Regions from separate parts of the Zea mays genome. Here region 1 is linked to region 2. The links are chromatin contacts, called in public Hi-C maps. All regions are on one chromosome and are shown on one strand. Each heading gives the region's core, a stretch centred on a gene start, on an enhancer-like site or on the middle of the called end of the contact. The rest is flanking DNA. Distances are from core to core; before and after follow the strand shown.

Region 1 (3,207 bases), core at 540-3,039, 140 kb after region 2:
GAAGTTCACCGAATAAACACATGTGCATTCCATGAGTTTTACTCATGGTAATTTCCACTAGATGTGGAATTACGGTATCCTCTAAAGCCCTGATGGCAGAAACCTATAAGGTTTAGGTGTTACTGGCAAAATATCCTCATTGTGCCAGAATGACAGACTATAACGATGTATCTGATCGATGAAAAATCCCCGATGGATTACGATCTTAGATGGACTTTTGTTACATCATCATAGATGTTGCAATGGATGAACGCCTAGAGCGATGTGTCATATTTAGAATATGTACTATTGCAACTATATTATCCCCTAAGTCCTATATAAGGACATGTTACTTGCTTTGCACAACTATGTATAAATTGTGGTGTAAGATAGAAAATGATAGCACCCCAACCTCATTCATTCTCGTTATTCCAGATGAACAATGAGACATATATCTTGAAGAATATGCTTGAGTTATGAGGGATAACGACTTTGACATATGTCATCGTCAGGGGGAGCGAATGCTTATATTGATCACAATCGTGTGACAATAAATGTCATATTCTATGCCCTGAAGGCGTCAGCTTGATGATCAATATGTGAACCTTTATGGAAGTTTCTATCAAATATGTAGATCTAGTCGATCGAACACCACTAGTCGAAGTGGCTTATTTATGTTGATACGTGCACTTACCTCGTGTATCCTAGAAGTGAGTTGAGGTGAAGTTCCTGAAACAATCTTTGCAAGGATATGCAATCTGTTTGCTAAATCTATATGTGCATATACTTCCAGAAGAAAATATTTTGCCATATTGATACAGTTTTGCAAGGATCAGGGGGAGCACATTTCTAAAGTTAGCCTTTGTAGAAGATTCGGTAGAATCTAGATCCCAGAGGATCGAAATCTGTCCCGATGACAACTGTTGTACTCTTTTTCCCTTGGTGAGTTTTCTTGAAGTTTCTCACATGAGGTTTTTAACGAGGCAACAAAGTGCAAATGCGATTTGTATCACCATGCACTCTTTCTCCATATTTTTTCCACTGGGTTTTTTGGAGTTTTAACGAGGCATGTGTTGGTCGCGGTATTCGCCCAAGGGGGAGTGTTGAGAAACCCTAATAAAGGGTTATGTGGGCAAATACCGAATATAGCCCTGAGGGCTATCACGTCTCTATATATAGAACATGTACCCCTCATATGGAATAGAGAAGAGAAAGAGGCCAGAGGCCCAACCCTACATCGTGTCTATTGTGTTTCCTCTGTCGTGCTAATGGGAAGAGAGACGGGTACTCTACAGCTTCTTGCGTCTCTACTGTTGACGGGAGGGAAGGGAGCGGATCTGGTGATCTGTGGTGACGTAGTTCTCAACAAGAGCAACCAGAAGATCCATTGATTTCTTCACCCAAAATGATGCCGCAAGCTAACTGGGTGTCCACGTGGAGATGGGGGGCAACCGCCGGCGGGTACGCTGCGGGCGTGTGGTTTCTCCAGCGTCGGACTGGGCCCATCACGTCTGGGCCTGACCACCGTCTCTCCGTCATGGGCATCTGAAGACACAGATAAACGTCGACGACCAGAAAAGCTGCTTCAAATCAGCGGCGTGTGCACTTTTGGGCCACACATAGGCCCATAGGTATAGCATCTACGTAACATTCTCGTTTCCTTCCTCACGCAAATGCAAACTCACTACCCTTGGGCCGGCCGTGGATGGCCTCCCGCGAGGCTAGTTGGAGAACTAACTGGGCCGACCCACTCAGAGGGTGCTGTTAATCTAGCAACACTCGAGCGAGTCCCCGGAAACCCTAACCCACAAATCACATCACCCCCTATATAAACGACGGTTACCTCCTGTCCTCCGCTGTGCCGCAATCCTACCCTTCCGCCGCCCCGCAGCCACACGAATCGTCAGGTTTGATTGTTCATCCATCGTCTGACGGGTGGAGCTGCACGATGGTCCATTTACGGTCTCCAATCCATTCCCTGTTTTCTCGTCGGATTTTGATTTCGATTCTCACGTTTTCTCCCTTGGTTTTTTTTGTCGCTTCATCTGATTGACTGAAGGCTGTGATGACCAAAAACACCTACCTATTTTCTGACTCCTGACGATAGAAACCAATGGATCCTTCTGAGCCTTTATTAAGATCTCGCTTTTCTGTTTGATTAATCTTCGCTTTTTCTCTGGTTCGGTTGTCATCTGATATTTTTTTACCCCTAAAAATGATGCGCGAGGGTAGGATTTGCTTTGTTGATGGGATGATAAGCCTTGACAGAAACTTCAGTGTTGACCCAAATATCAGACTACAATTATCTGATCGACTCCAAATTCTTGCCTTTTGAACTTGTTCGTAGTATTTATTTTGCTCTTGAAGTCGAACGTTGCCGTTTGTTTTTTGTTTCAACCTGGTATGTGTTTGTGTGTTGTCCGTGCACAATAAGCCGATGCTCTGGATGATGAACACAGGAAGGAAGCATGGTAGTGTGCACGGAGAAGGAGGAGGTCTGCATGTCTGCTCGCTTTGATGCCCTCGGGCTCTGATCTCGCGGGCCTGGATTCGACCTACACGCGCGCTAGCTTAGATTCTCTTGCGAACTGTGACGTCTTTTTGAATGGATTTTAATGAGCGACGATTCAGGCAGCCCCTTTGTCCGATCTCAATGTCAATGGAGGTGTTGCGTTGCTCGGAGAAGAAAATCTTTTGGTCTTCAGATCGGTTGAGGTGGGGAGGTCACTTCCCCCCGTTGAGGCTGGTCTAGTAAATCTTAAGAACATACCCTAACATTATCAATGTTGCTGAGCCTTGTTAGCTGTTTTGTTGTTCGCTGGATCCTTTTGTGCTGGTTTTCGTTGTGGCTGAGGAGAGCTGTTTGGATTGAGATTTTGTGCCGATGGATCATGTTCTTCGTTCCAATTAAGCTAGAGTCTGTATTCATGTTTAGATGAAACCGTACTGATCACAAGAAACTAGTTGAACATCCTAAGTCAATTACTAATGAACTTTGTATAGCTTCGGTAAAATAATGTGCTGATGGTGCAAATCTTCTCCATGAACAAAATATTGAAGGCCAAAATGCATATATAGAAATAGAATTTCAGTTGGCAACGGAAACCTAAAGATTAAACAGAAATCAAATATAAATCTGAAGCTTCAACCGAGATTTCTAAATTCAGCTGATTTTCCATTCTTCAGGCGTCCAACTAAAATTTAATGAACAAGAGTTAGGCAAGGAGG
Region 2 (3,216 bases), core at 714-3,213:
ACCGTCCGGCCCCAGACCGCGGACCGTCCGCGCCTGACCAGAGAGCACCGCCGCCGGTTCTTCTTGAGTATTTGGCGCTCCGAAAAGGCGTCAACAGGAGCCAAATTGTATTGGCTTAAACCTTCAAATGTTGACGGGTTTGGTTGAGATGAAGTAGGAACACCAATTGAGGCCTAAAATATAGAAATATAGCTATGTGAGTTGATACCTTTTCCATGGAAAATGCAAAATAAATAGTGAGTCACATACCCTCGTGTACTTAGTTCCCTTCCTAGGCTCCCAATCAGCCCTAAGTGGCACTCCACATCCCTTAACATTGTGACCATAAGTGTGGGCAATTGGAGTATTTCACTGCAGCCCTTTTTGAGGCTCTGGACTCAACACGAGGTTCTCCTTGCGCTCTCACTCGCTTCTTCTTTGGTCTTCCAGGCTGGGCATGATAAAATGGAGGATCCACATCAGGCAAGTCTGTGCTTAACCATTGTCTCTTGTCTGGCACAGGCATAATCATACCCTCATATGTGGCTACATATTTCTCCCTTTTATCAATTTCATTTATCAATTGTCCTGTATGATCCTTTTGAATTTGTTTCAAATCACTGTTATTCTTGATAACATATAAATCTCCATCATCTTCTTCAGTTTCCCATGGGACATATTCTTCATCATCTTCCCATACATCCCTTTCTTCACCTTCCCATACATCACCATCTCCTTCTTCGGTTCCCAAAATGAACAATTTGCACACCTTAAGGCCCTCATGGTCCTTCATCAACTGTTGTACATGTTCTGCACTATCCATCAAAACAAGACCTTGTGGTGCCGTATGGCCAGGTTTTAAATAGTACAAGGTGGCATTTCCTTCGTAGCCATGATACACAAGATTTTCCTGCATTATAAACCAATCAACCCCTTGTGGCTCCATAAATCTCATGTAACCAACCCTTCCACCAGAATAACCATCTACACTACCATCAAATTTCACTCCAACATGCACTTGAAACTCCATACAAAGGATCTGCGTAGTCCCAAAAATATGCAGGAAACAATATTCAGTTTTCTGTTCCGAGATGGTACCGAAATTGAATGGGCAGTAGCACTGAAGCTCCATACGAAGGGAATACCTGTGGTGTAGGTGATGATAGATTGTCGTCGTCCTCAGATCCAGCAGCCGCCATTGTGAACGGTTAGGGGAGAACGAGTTAAAGAGGATAAAGTAGAAGAAAATGCATCGACACAGGGTCAAGGTGAGGAATATGACTCCAGGGAGCCAGTTCGAGGCGATGGGCCGTGGCTCCAGGGACCTCGTGCCCTCGCTGATGCGTCGCGGCTCCATTGCAGGGAGCTCACGCCCTCGCCCTCGCGGCCATCCGCTAGCACAGGGACCAAGCCTTCGCGCCGGGATCATGCCTCCGCGCCGGGGAGCTTCGCCTGCTCTAGGAATCATCCTCGCTGATGGGTCGCGGCGTTGGGGGCTCACGCCCAGGCAGCCCGCCTACGCGCTGGGATCGTCGTTAACCCGCCTCGAGGGCCATTAGCAAGAGCGCCAGTGATGTTGCACGGTGGCGGCGTCGAGGGGCGTGGGTGCCAGCGCCGCCGGGAGCCAAGCTTAATGAGTTTTAGATGAGCCAAAGATGGAGCCGCGAGCCAAGCTTAATGAGTTTTAGATGAGCCAAAGATGGAGCCGCGTGTCTGCTATAGATTTAGACCACCTAATTTGGAGGGGGGAGTTTGGCATAATAAAAGTTGTAAGTGGGTATTTGAAAACACCCCAAATTTGCAAGTGGGTTTATACAGTTTTCCCTTTTATTTATTTATTTGTTTGTTCCGATTGGGCCTTTTTTTTACTGGTATTTCCGGGAAAACATAAACCTGGGAAGGAAATCGAATGGACCTGGAGCCTGGAGGGAGACGGGACGGGAGAGACGAAAGTGACGCGGGTGGATGGGTTCAGTTTTGGTTTCTTGCGGCCTACCAGGCTACCACAACTACCTGTGGGCTGGGCAGCTGATGATGATTGAGCCATCTCCATGGACAGTTGCGCAGCGGCGGCACCGTGAGGATGGACTGATGGAGACGAAGCGCGTTGGGTTGTGGTTGTGGATGATCCAGGTGATCGACGAGTGGATCAAAACCAAAAACATTCATGGCAGTCACTGCTCCTGTCGTGATGGACAGGGTGCAATGAGAGAGGCGGATCCGGAGCAACGCACGAGAACGACCGTAGAAATAGCAGAGTAGTATCTCCCTCCAGGAATGAGGGAGAATTTTTAGCCCCCCCTCAAATTTCAGGGCCCCGTAGTTGGTGGTCATGCTATAACTTAATTTTGAGCTTCGAGCGTTAAATTTGGTTTGGTTTTAAAAGAGCTTAAGTGTCCTACTGGCGTTTCTCTAAACACTCTAGACTTTGCTTACCTAAAAATCGTACTTTACGAGTATTATTACAGCTACGCTTTCTCAATACCATGGCTTCACAAAATCCCAAACAGGGTATTAGGCTTATCGATGGCCCAATACGCTTTTCTAGGCCCAGGTTACTAGGAGTTACGTGGTGGGCTTCACAAAAATTCCTTTTCCTTCTCCGGAAAGAAGCCAGTGAAAACGTGGCCTCATGATGATTTGTCAGGGGATTTAAGCGGATCTGAGAATTAATCGCCATCTGCCAGTCACTCCGTACTACTGTATCACTGCACTAGAAACATTTGCCATGCATCCTTTAATTTGGCAGGCACATGACATGCAGCAGAAAGCCAGCTCTGCCTACGGGGCCGGACGGTGCAAATCCCTGCAATGCAAACCACCAGCTCTCAGCCTACCGCATCCATTGGACCCTTGCGACGGGTGTCTGCCGGCGCCAGGCGTCCAGCCGTCGAGCATTAGTTCATGGCGTATTCACTGAGAGAGAGGACCTCCACTCCTCTCCTCTCCACTCCTCCACACTGATGAATCTAGACGACATGAATCGACTCTCCCGGTGCACACAGGACAGACCTGCAGCTGCAGGTGCACACAAAAATATAATGTTTCCTGCACGTTGTCAAATCTTGCACGAGACACACGCCCGGTGCACATCGGAAGGCAGCGTGCAAGCACTAAAAATGCAGCAAACAACAGTGTGTATCCGGTGACAACTCCTTCCTTTGCCACCACAAGACAAGTCCTGTGCACTAAAAACAACTCTCTGAGCTCCATCTGAAATCATCTCTTTCAGCTATG

The links. Hi-C and Micro-C count contacts between places; a contact is called where the count stands out from the background.
Region 1: a Hi-C map of tassel shows a contact between it and region 2, with 3 times the contacts expected there. The contact joins the promoter of LOC103636316 here to the enhancer-like site in region 2. A contact is called at or near these places in 2 of 25 Hi-C or Micro-C datasets (ear and tassel).

The regions. Positions count from the first base shown.
Region 1 is chr8:165,880,565-165,883,771 of Zm-B73-REFERENCE-NAM-5.0, forward strand. It overlaps LOC103636316, which reads left to right and starts at 1,790. Exons shown (of 2, transcript NM_001326434.1): 1 at 1,790-1,886; 2 at 3,166-3,207. It overlaps LOC111589997 (small nucleolar RNA R41), which reads left to right and starts at 2,033; the gene lies at 2,033-2,113. LOC111590027 (small nucleolar RNA Z155) reads left to right here and starts at 2,221; the gene lies at 2,221-2,295. LOC111590048 (small nucleolar RNA snoR100) reads left to right here and starts at 2,435; the gene lies at 2,435-2,542. It also overlaps LOC111590051.
Region 2 is chr8:165,740,753-165,743,968 of Zm-B73-REFERENCE-NAM-5.0, forward strand. No RefSeq gene overlaps it. Among protein-coding and RNA genes, the nearest start is that of LOC100194111, 21 kb to the left of the region's middle. Within about 2 kb of position 1,964, at least 17 of the 20 cell types and tissues checked have an H3K27ac peak or open chromatin away from gene starts, as enhancers often do. A contact at or near this core is called in ear and tassel, where this site is marked.